2 separate regions of the Mus musculus genome follow, and region 1 is linked to region 2. The links are chromatin contacts, called in public HiChIP or PLAC-seq maps. All regions are on one chromosome and are shown on one strand. Each heading gives the region's core, a stretch centred on a gene start, on an enhancer-like site or on the middle of the called end of the contact. The rest is flanking DNA. Distances are from core to core; before and after follow the strand shown. Region 1 holds the start of Tmem38a (transmembrane protein 38A). Region 2 holds the start of Hsh2d (hematopoietic SH2 domain containing).

The links. HiChIP or PLAC-seq counts read pairs in DNA pulled down with a chosen protein or histone mark.
Region 1: a contact with region 2 is called in an H3K4me3 HiChIP or PLAC-seq map of embryonic stem cells, with 23 read pairs. The contact joins the promoter of Tmem38a here to the promoter of Hsh2d in region 2. A contact is called at or near these places in 1 of 39 promoter capture datasets (pre-B cells) and 3 of 115 datasets of contacts at active chromatin or transcription factors (all in embryonic stem cells).

The regions. Positions count from the first base shown.
Region 1 is chr8:72,569,510-72,573,274 of GRCm38.p6, reverse strand. It overlaps Tmem38a (transmembrane protein 38A), which reads right to left and starts at 1,452. Exons shown (of 6, transcript NM_144534.2): 1 at 1,048-1,452. The coding sequence starts at 1,171. It overlaps Smim7 (small integral membrane protein 7), which reads left to right and starts at 2,227. Exons shown (of 5, transcript NM_172396.3): 1 at 2,227-2,271; 2 at 2,360-2,401; 3 at 3,257-3,309. The coding sequence starts at 2,246.
Region 2 is chr8:72,188,213-72,192,088 of GRCm38.p6, reverse strand. Hsh2d (hematopoietic SH2 domain containing) reads right to left here and starts at 2,421. Exons shown (of 6, transcript NM_197944.1): 1 at 2,402-2,421.

The DNA.
Region 1 (3,765 bases), core at 203-2,702, 380 kb before region 2:
CATTTATTTATTTATTTATTCATTTATGTAGTCACTTATTTATGTTTGTTTTTGAGATGGTCTGTAGTCACACTGGACAAGAACTCATCAATAGCCCTGGCTGTCCTGGAATTAACTTGCTTTCCTCCTTTCTCTACGTTCTACGTTCTGGGGTTAGAGGCGAGCTACATTTGTCCTCATTAAAGCAGATTTGGAGGAGGGGTGCGGTAGCAGCAAGATGACTCTGCTGGTAAAGGAGCTTGTCTATGAATTTGACCACCAGAGTTTGACCAGTGACCCCCGTAAACTGTCCTCTGACCTCCACACATACCCACAACACAGAGATAAGTAAAAGTAATTAACTTTTTTTTTTTTTAATCAAAGAAGTAGGGTCTATCCTCCTCTGACTCTTGAAAGGAAGCTGACCCAAAGTTGCCCTGTCCTGGAACGGTTTAGGCTCCATAAGTGGGAAGGATCCCAGGCCCGAGCTGGCCCAGCTGGCATGTGAGAAGGGAGGGAAGAAGATGCCAAAAGATGCAGTACAGAGGGGACATGGGTGTCACTTTCCCCCGAACCTGATCGCAGCACCCAGCATGGCCAGTCCTTATATAGTCACCAGGCAGTCAATTCAAGGGCGTTAAGGGAGGTCATGGCAGCTGACGTCCAGAACATCTGACCCTCGCCCAGGCAGGTCCGATCCTTGATTTGGAACCTTCGCCACCATCAATCCCCCTTGCCCAAGATTAAGTTCAGGAATCCTTGCTCTAACCTGACTCTGGCCTTTTCGTTGCCCCCGCCCTCAACCCCAACCCCGCAGCACCTGTCCTCCTAACCGTAAACAAGAGCGCTCCTTTTCTTCCCTCCCACCTCATTTGCAGCCTCCTTTCCACAGCGCCTCTGTCCCCAGGGTTCGCTCCTCCACCTGCGCGAGCGTGGGAGCACTCCACGATCTCAGCCTCTGCCTCCTCCCCCATCCAGCTCCAGGATCTAGCCTGTCTCCTCCTTTCGTCTCCATCATCAAGCTAGGGGCAACCTCCCTCCTGGTAACTCCTACAATCCTCGACTCACCTGGCTCATACTTCAGGTAGATGATGGAGACGATGAAGTAGCTGAGGTCGAAAACAGGGAAGAGCGGCACCCGCGAGAAGCTGAGCGCTAGCTCGCCCAGGCTCAGCGCTGACATCAGGTCCATGGCGATGGAGGGCGCCTCCCCGGCCCCGTGCGTCCCGCGCCCCGCTGCCCGACGAATGCTCCCTCGCCACTGAGCCCGCCCCACTGCCAGGCACCGCCCCCCGCCTGCCCCCACCCCTCGGGAGAGGAGGGGTGGTGGGGGACTCCTAGCAGCCGGGAGCCCAAAATGCGGGGCCGTAGGGACGTCAGAACTCGTTCAACAGAGCCAAAAAGGCGATCTGTCCCCTGCATCCAGCACACACAAGAGGGAATCTTGTCCTTAAACATCTGCGTAGTTAGAATCCTGTCCCTTTTCCATGGGACTAACCAATTCAGGACCCCTATTTCCCTCAAAACCCGCGCCCTCGGAAGATCTCAGCCAAGAATATCATGTTTCATTCCTGAGGATCCAAAGTCAGAACCCCGCCTCCCACAAGGGGACCTCAACCAAACCCTCACGTTCTGTTTGGTTTTGTCTCTCTAAAAGGCTCCACAAGTCAGAACCCTCCTCTTTGTGGACCCCAGCCCAGACTGGATCCACTAAGTTAGGACCCTCCCGCTTCAGGAGGCCCCACAAGTTAAGATCCATCCTCTGTAGACCTTAATCCAGGCCTTATGTTCTGTAAGTCTGTCCGGTCAGGACTCTCATTCTCCGTGGGGTTACTCGAGTCAGACCTGGGAGGTCCGTGGGAGGTACAACTCAGGCAGGAGGTCATCCTGACTCTATGCACTCTGAGCCGGGATCGCAGTTCTCCGTGGGGACCCAAGTGGAGTCCTTTTGGAGTTCAGGCATCTGCCGCGCCCATATCCATATCCAAGCCGTTCACGGGCGGCTCAAGGGTCAAGGGCGCAATTTCTGTAGCCCGGAATCCATAGCCCAACCAACCCCCGAGCGGCATCAACAGCAGGGACCAGCTGTGGCACGTAACACTGAGCATGCGCGCGCGCACCCCAAGCTCCGCCCTGTAGGTGACATCATGCTACATCCTCAGTCGAACCCAACCAATGCTGATTCAGAATTGGTCAGTTCTCGTTCCACTTTCCGCCCCTCATCACGGCTTCCGTTTCCGGTTTGACGGACGCCTTGGGTGTAAGGATGATCGGAGACATACTGCTGTTCGGGTAATATGAATGAGGGGTGTTAGAGGTCGGAGAGTGGCAGTCAGAGGGGTGGGGGTGACCCTTACTGACCGTTACTGTCCCTCCGCAGGACGCTACTGATGAACGCCGGGGCTGTGCTCAACTTTAAACTGTGAGTAGGCCGCGACAGGCGGTGTCCCAGACAGCCAGGCCCTCCCACAGCCAGTCCCCGCCCACACCCTTGGTCACCGCCAGTCCCGCCCTGTGCATGCTCCACGCCCCACTAATCCTACCTCTAGCCACGCCTCCGCGCTGCTTCACCAGGCTCTGACAGTTCTGTATCACTCCAGGATCTTTAAATCTGTACTCTCTAGACCAGGGAACGGCTCAGCGGGCAGAGGCGCTTGCTGCCAAGCCTGACTACTTGAGTCCGATTCCCGGATCCCCCATGGTAGAAATCCTGTTGATTGTCCTTTTGATCTCCACACAACTGCTGCGGGATGGCACACTCATTCTTTTTTTTTTTTTTTTTTTTTTTTTTGGTTTTTCGAGACAGGGTTTCTCTGTGTAGCCCTGGCTATCCTGGAACTCACTCTGTAGACCAGGTTGGCCTCGAACTCAGAAATCCGCCTGCCTCTGCCTCCCAAGTGCTGGGATTAAAGGCGTGCGCCACCACGCCCGGCCCGGCACACTCATTCTTACTTGCAGATTAATATTAAACAAACAAAAAAAAATCTGCACCCTGGGATTGCTTGCATCTCCAAAGAGCCTCATGCTCAGGCTTATCCCTCAAGAATGCCTTTCTGGCTCTTGGACCCACTCTATCCTGTCTGTGGCTGCACACCCAGCTGTGATGGACTAGGCTGGTTGAGAGTGTCTCACAGAGGGTTGTATCACTGCCCCAGGTCACACTGCAAGTCGGGGGCAGAGCTGAAGTTCATGCCCTTCCTAGCTGAGTGTCAGGGTCAGGAAATCCGATGGTGTTTATGTTTCACGGAAAGCTGGAGTTATCTGCTGTTCTTTATAGGAAAAAGAAGGACACACAAGGCTTTGGGGAAGAATCGAAGGAACCCAGCACAGGTAAGCATGTCTTTCTACCTTCAACACTTTAAGTCGATTCCAGGGTGCCTGTTCTCTCTCACCAACCTGCGCTTTCCTCTCTTTTTCCTTTTTATTGTTGAGATGTGGTATTAGAGGGCCATGACTAGCCTTGAATGCCTGCTCCCTCTGCCTCTGCCTCTGCCTCCTAGGTGTTTGAATGACAAGAGTACTCCACCATGCTCTGTTCATCAGCTTTATTGAGTGCGTACCATATTGCCAGCCACTTAGCTGACTGCTCTGTCGGGGTGTGGGTAAAGAAAGTGATCCTGCCCTGTGGGACTCAGCCCAGGGCGATTCAGAGGGTGTTCTGGAGGGATAGTGAAAGTGGGTGTCAGGAAGGTGCTGCTGCCGCTGCCGCTGCTGCTGCTGCTGCCGCTGCTGCCGCTGCCGCTGCTGCCGCCGCCAGCGTGGGTTGATGTGACATGGCAGAGGTCC
Region 2 (3,876 bases), core at 1,172-3,671:
ATTAGAAGCAGATGGTCTGGTTTCAAATTCTACCCTGCACAGTTGCTGTGTGATGAAGTCACTAACTTAACTTCTGCCATTAAGAATCATTAAGGGGCCGGGCGTGGTGGCGCACGCCTTTAATCCCAGCACTTGGGAGGCAGAGGCAGGCGGATTTCTGAGTTCGAGGCCAGCCTGGTCTACAAAGTGAGTTCCAGGACAGCCAGGGCTACACAGAGTAACCCTGTCTCAAAAAACCAAAAAAAAAAAAAAAAAAAGAATCATTAAGGGGATGGCTGGGATAGAACACTATATAAATATATATATAATATATATGTATATATATATATATAATCAATGCATTGTACATCACGTAAATTGTTTATACAGCTATGAATATATAAAGAGGTGGGAGGCATCCTCTTTGTTTGTTCTCTCTCTTCCTCTCTTCTCCTCTCTCTCTCTCCCCCCCCCCCCCCCCCGTGGATTCGTTTATTCCAGGCTGGCCTTATCTTCCCACCTCCACCTCCCAAGTGCTGGGATGACAGGGCTATTCTACCAAGTCCAGTTTACACTGTGCTGGAATATACCCCAGGCTATGGCTACATACCTGTAATGGCACTTGGGAGGTAGAGGCAGAACTACCAGGAGTTCAAATCTGGCCAAGGATACACAGGGAGATCCTGAATTAAAAATGCAAAGCCAGAGGCTGGAGAGATGACTCAGCGATTAAGAGCACTGACTGCTCTTCCAGAGGTCCTGAGTTCAAATCCTAGCAACCACATAGTGGCTCACAACTACCTATAATGAGATCTGACACCCTCTTCTGGTATGTCTGAAGTCAGCTACAGTGTACTTACATATAATAATAAATAAATCTTAAAAAAAAAAGAAAAGCCAGATGTAGTGGTGTACATCTGCCATCTTAGTACTTACAGAAGGAGACAGAAGGGTCAGACGTTTCTAGGCCAGTCTCAAAACAAAACAAAAACCTGAATTTCTCCTAATATCTGGTTTTTATTTATTTAATTGCTTTTTGTTTTCAAAAAAGATTTTAATTTTTATTTATGTGTATGTGTGTGCCTCTCTGTGTGTGAGAATGTGTGTGAGTGTAATAGCCATGTGTATGCAGGTACTACTGGAGGCCAGAAGAGGGCGTTGGATCCCTGGAGCCAGATTTACAGGGGCCATTAAGCTTATGCAGGCACTGGGAACTAAACTCAGCAACTCTGCAAGAGCAGTGTACACTCTTAACTGCCGACTCTCCAGCCTCATTCTAATATTTAAAAATTTTGAATGTGTATGGGGGGGGTGACCATGTGTACAGACACGTGTGTGTGCAGCTGTGTGTGTAGGCCTGCAGCTGACACTGGCTCTTCCTCACTTACTCTTCACTGTATGGATTGAAACAGTCTTTGAATGAAGGTTGGCTGCCTTGCCGAGTGTGACTAGACAACGTCCCTAGGAGGGTCTCCCACTGCCTCCTTTCTCTTCTTTTTTTTTTTTTTTTTTTTTGTCTTTGTTTTTTTTCAAGACGGGTTTTCTTTGTAAAGCCCTGGCTGTCCGGGGAACTTGCTCTATAGACCAGGCTGGCCTTGAACTCAGAGATCCCCCTGCCTCTGCCTCTGCCTCTGGAGTGCACCACCCACTTCAGTTTACTTCCCCTTTTTATTTCATTATTCACTGTGCTTCACAGGCAGAGACAGGCACATGTTTGCCACAGTGCTCTAGTTCTGACCGTGTTCAAGCACATTGGAGTCTAGGCCTCCAGGAGTGCAACAGACAATCCTGTCCAGGCTATCACCTACCAACATGTCTCCCAGAGTGTAGCACCATCATGAAGCAGATACACGTGTCTCTAAAGTACAGCTGAACCCAGCTACATGCTACACAGAAAGGTCTCAATGTTTATTCTCTTTCTACTTCAGAACACTCCTACAAGTCTTTCAAGACTCAATACAAATGTCCCTTCCTCCAGCCAGCTTCCCTGCCTCCCCTGCTCAAACAAAACCCTGGCCACAGTCCCACCCTCTCCCGGAGCTTCTCAGTTAAATTCCTTCCTTTCTCTGGCAGCTCCAGTAAAACCCCGTGGGGCCGGAGGGGCTTTACCTCTCTCTGCCTTCCCCTCGTGGTTTTCTTGGAACACTTGGTTTCTATGAATCAGGTCTCACCATGTAGCTAGCTGAAACCAGCCTCAAACGTGTACAGCCTGCCTCGGCCTCCAAAGCGCTGCAATGACTTGTGTGGAGAGCCATGCCAGAGTTTAGCCCTTGCAATGCTTTCCTCCTCTGGTAAACCCTTCTCTCATCTTCTAGCACCACTACACCCAGTGCTGAAGTCCCAGAGCCTCTGAAGCTGGGGCATGTTGGGATGCAGGGATGCCAGGATTCTGGATGCAGGGTGCAGGATGTAGGATGCATACCTTGGACAGCTTGGGTTGTGTTCCGAAGGGCTCTTGAGCTGGCTTGAGCTGGAGTTTAAGTTTCGGTTCAGGGTCCACACGTCAGAGGGGCAGGGCCAGGAGCCTCAGTCAGTTCCTGTTTCCTCCAGCAGGTGAACAGGGTGGGACCAGAATAACTCTCAAGGCTTGAGTCTGAGGCTGGAGTTGTTCTTGCCAAGCCTTGCTCAGTACTTACTCTCTACCAACTCTATGGAATCGCTGAGACAGCTGCCGCCCTGCTTCCCAATATTGGTATTCTTCTAGTTTTTTTCCCCCTTGAGATACAGCTTTATGCACCCCAATTGGGGTGCTGAAGTAGACTCTTGCCTCGACCTCAGGGTTTACCATCATGCCAAGATTATGCATTGCTGGGGATGGAACCCAGGGCTTCATGCTTGCTAAGTGAGCTACAATCACTTTACCTACTGAGCTACAAGCACTCTACCTACTGAGCTAGATTCCCAGCCTCTTAACAGCAACCTTGAAGTAGTCATAGGTCAGGAAATGGGCATATGGCAATCAGAGAGTGAAAGGCAACAAGTAGGAGAGGCTGCTTGGGGGGGACAGGATACAGGAACAGTATGCATATACAGGACAGGGAACTGCATATGCCCCAGACATGAAGGAGACATGAAAGGACAGACTTGCTGCACACACAACACCTATCATACCTTCCTTTGCAAAACTCATTTGAAATATCATTCTACAGTCATGTTGCCCTCTAGGCCAACATCAAAGCAAGATGGCTTGGGTCTGTAGTTGCAGTACTCAGTAGCCTGAGGCAGGAGGATTTGGGGTTCCAGGCTAGCCTGGGCTAACATAGGGACATTCAAACTCAATATCCAAACTAAACCAAAGCAAGAAAGCAAGCAAGCAAGCAAACAAACAAACAAACAAAACAAACTGGAGTAAACCATAGAGTCCATCTATCTTATTCTGGTTTTTTTCTCCCTTCTGTTTTTTATTTTTCTAAAACAGGATCTCACAGCATCCTGGCTGGCCTGGAATCCACAGAACACTGAGGATGATGTTGCATCTCTGCTCTTCCTGTCTCTATCTCCTGGGTGCTGGGATCATAGAGGTGTCTGTATTTTCTGCGATACTGGGATGGGACCCAGGAGTTCTTTCACCATATGTGAGTACCCTGCCAACTGAGCTGCAGACCCAGTCCATGCCTGATTTTTCTTCTGATTTTAAAATGAACTACAATGTATGTGCACACTCTGGGTCCTGGGTGATGTGTCCCTGTACCTAACAGGCATAGCTGACTTGGCTGTAAGCTTCCTGGCCCACCCCTTCTTGCCTCTGCACCCAGTGCATTTCCGTCTTGCCTCTGCACCCAGTGCATTTCCACCTATCCTGGGTCTTTGGAATGAACACTTTCTAGGATAGAGTTGGTGCCTCTCTGACCCCTGCTCCTCTCCAGGGTGGCATAGGCTTGGGAGTTTCTGGGCTGC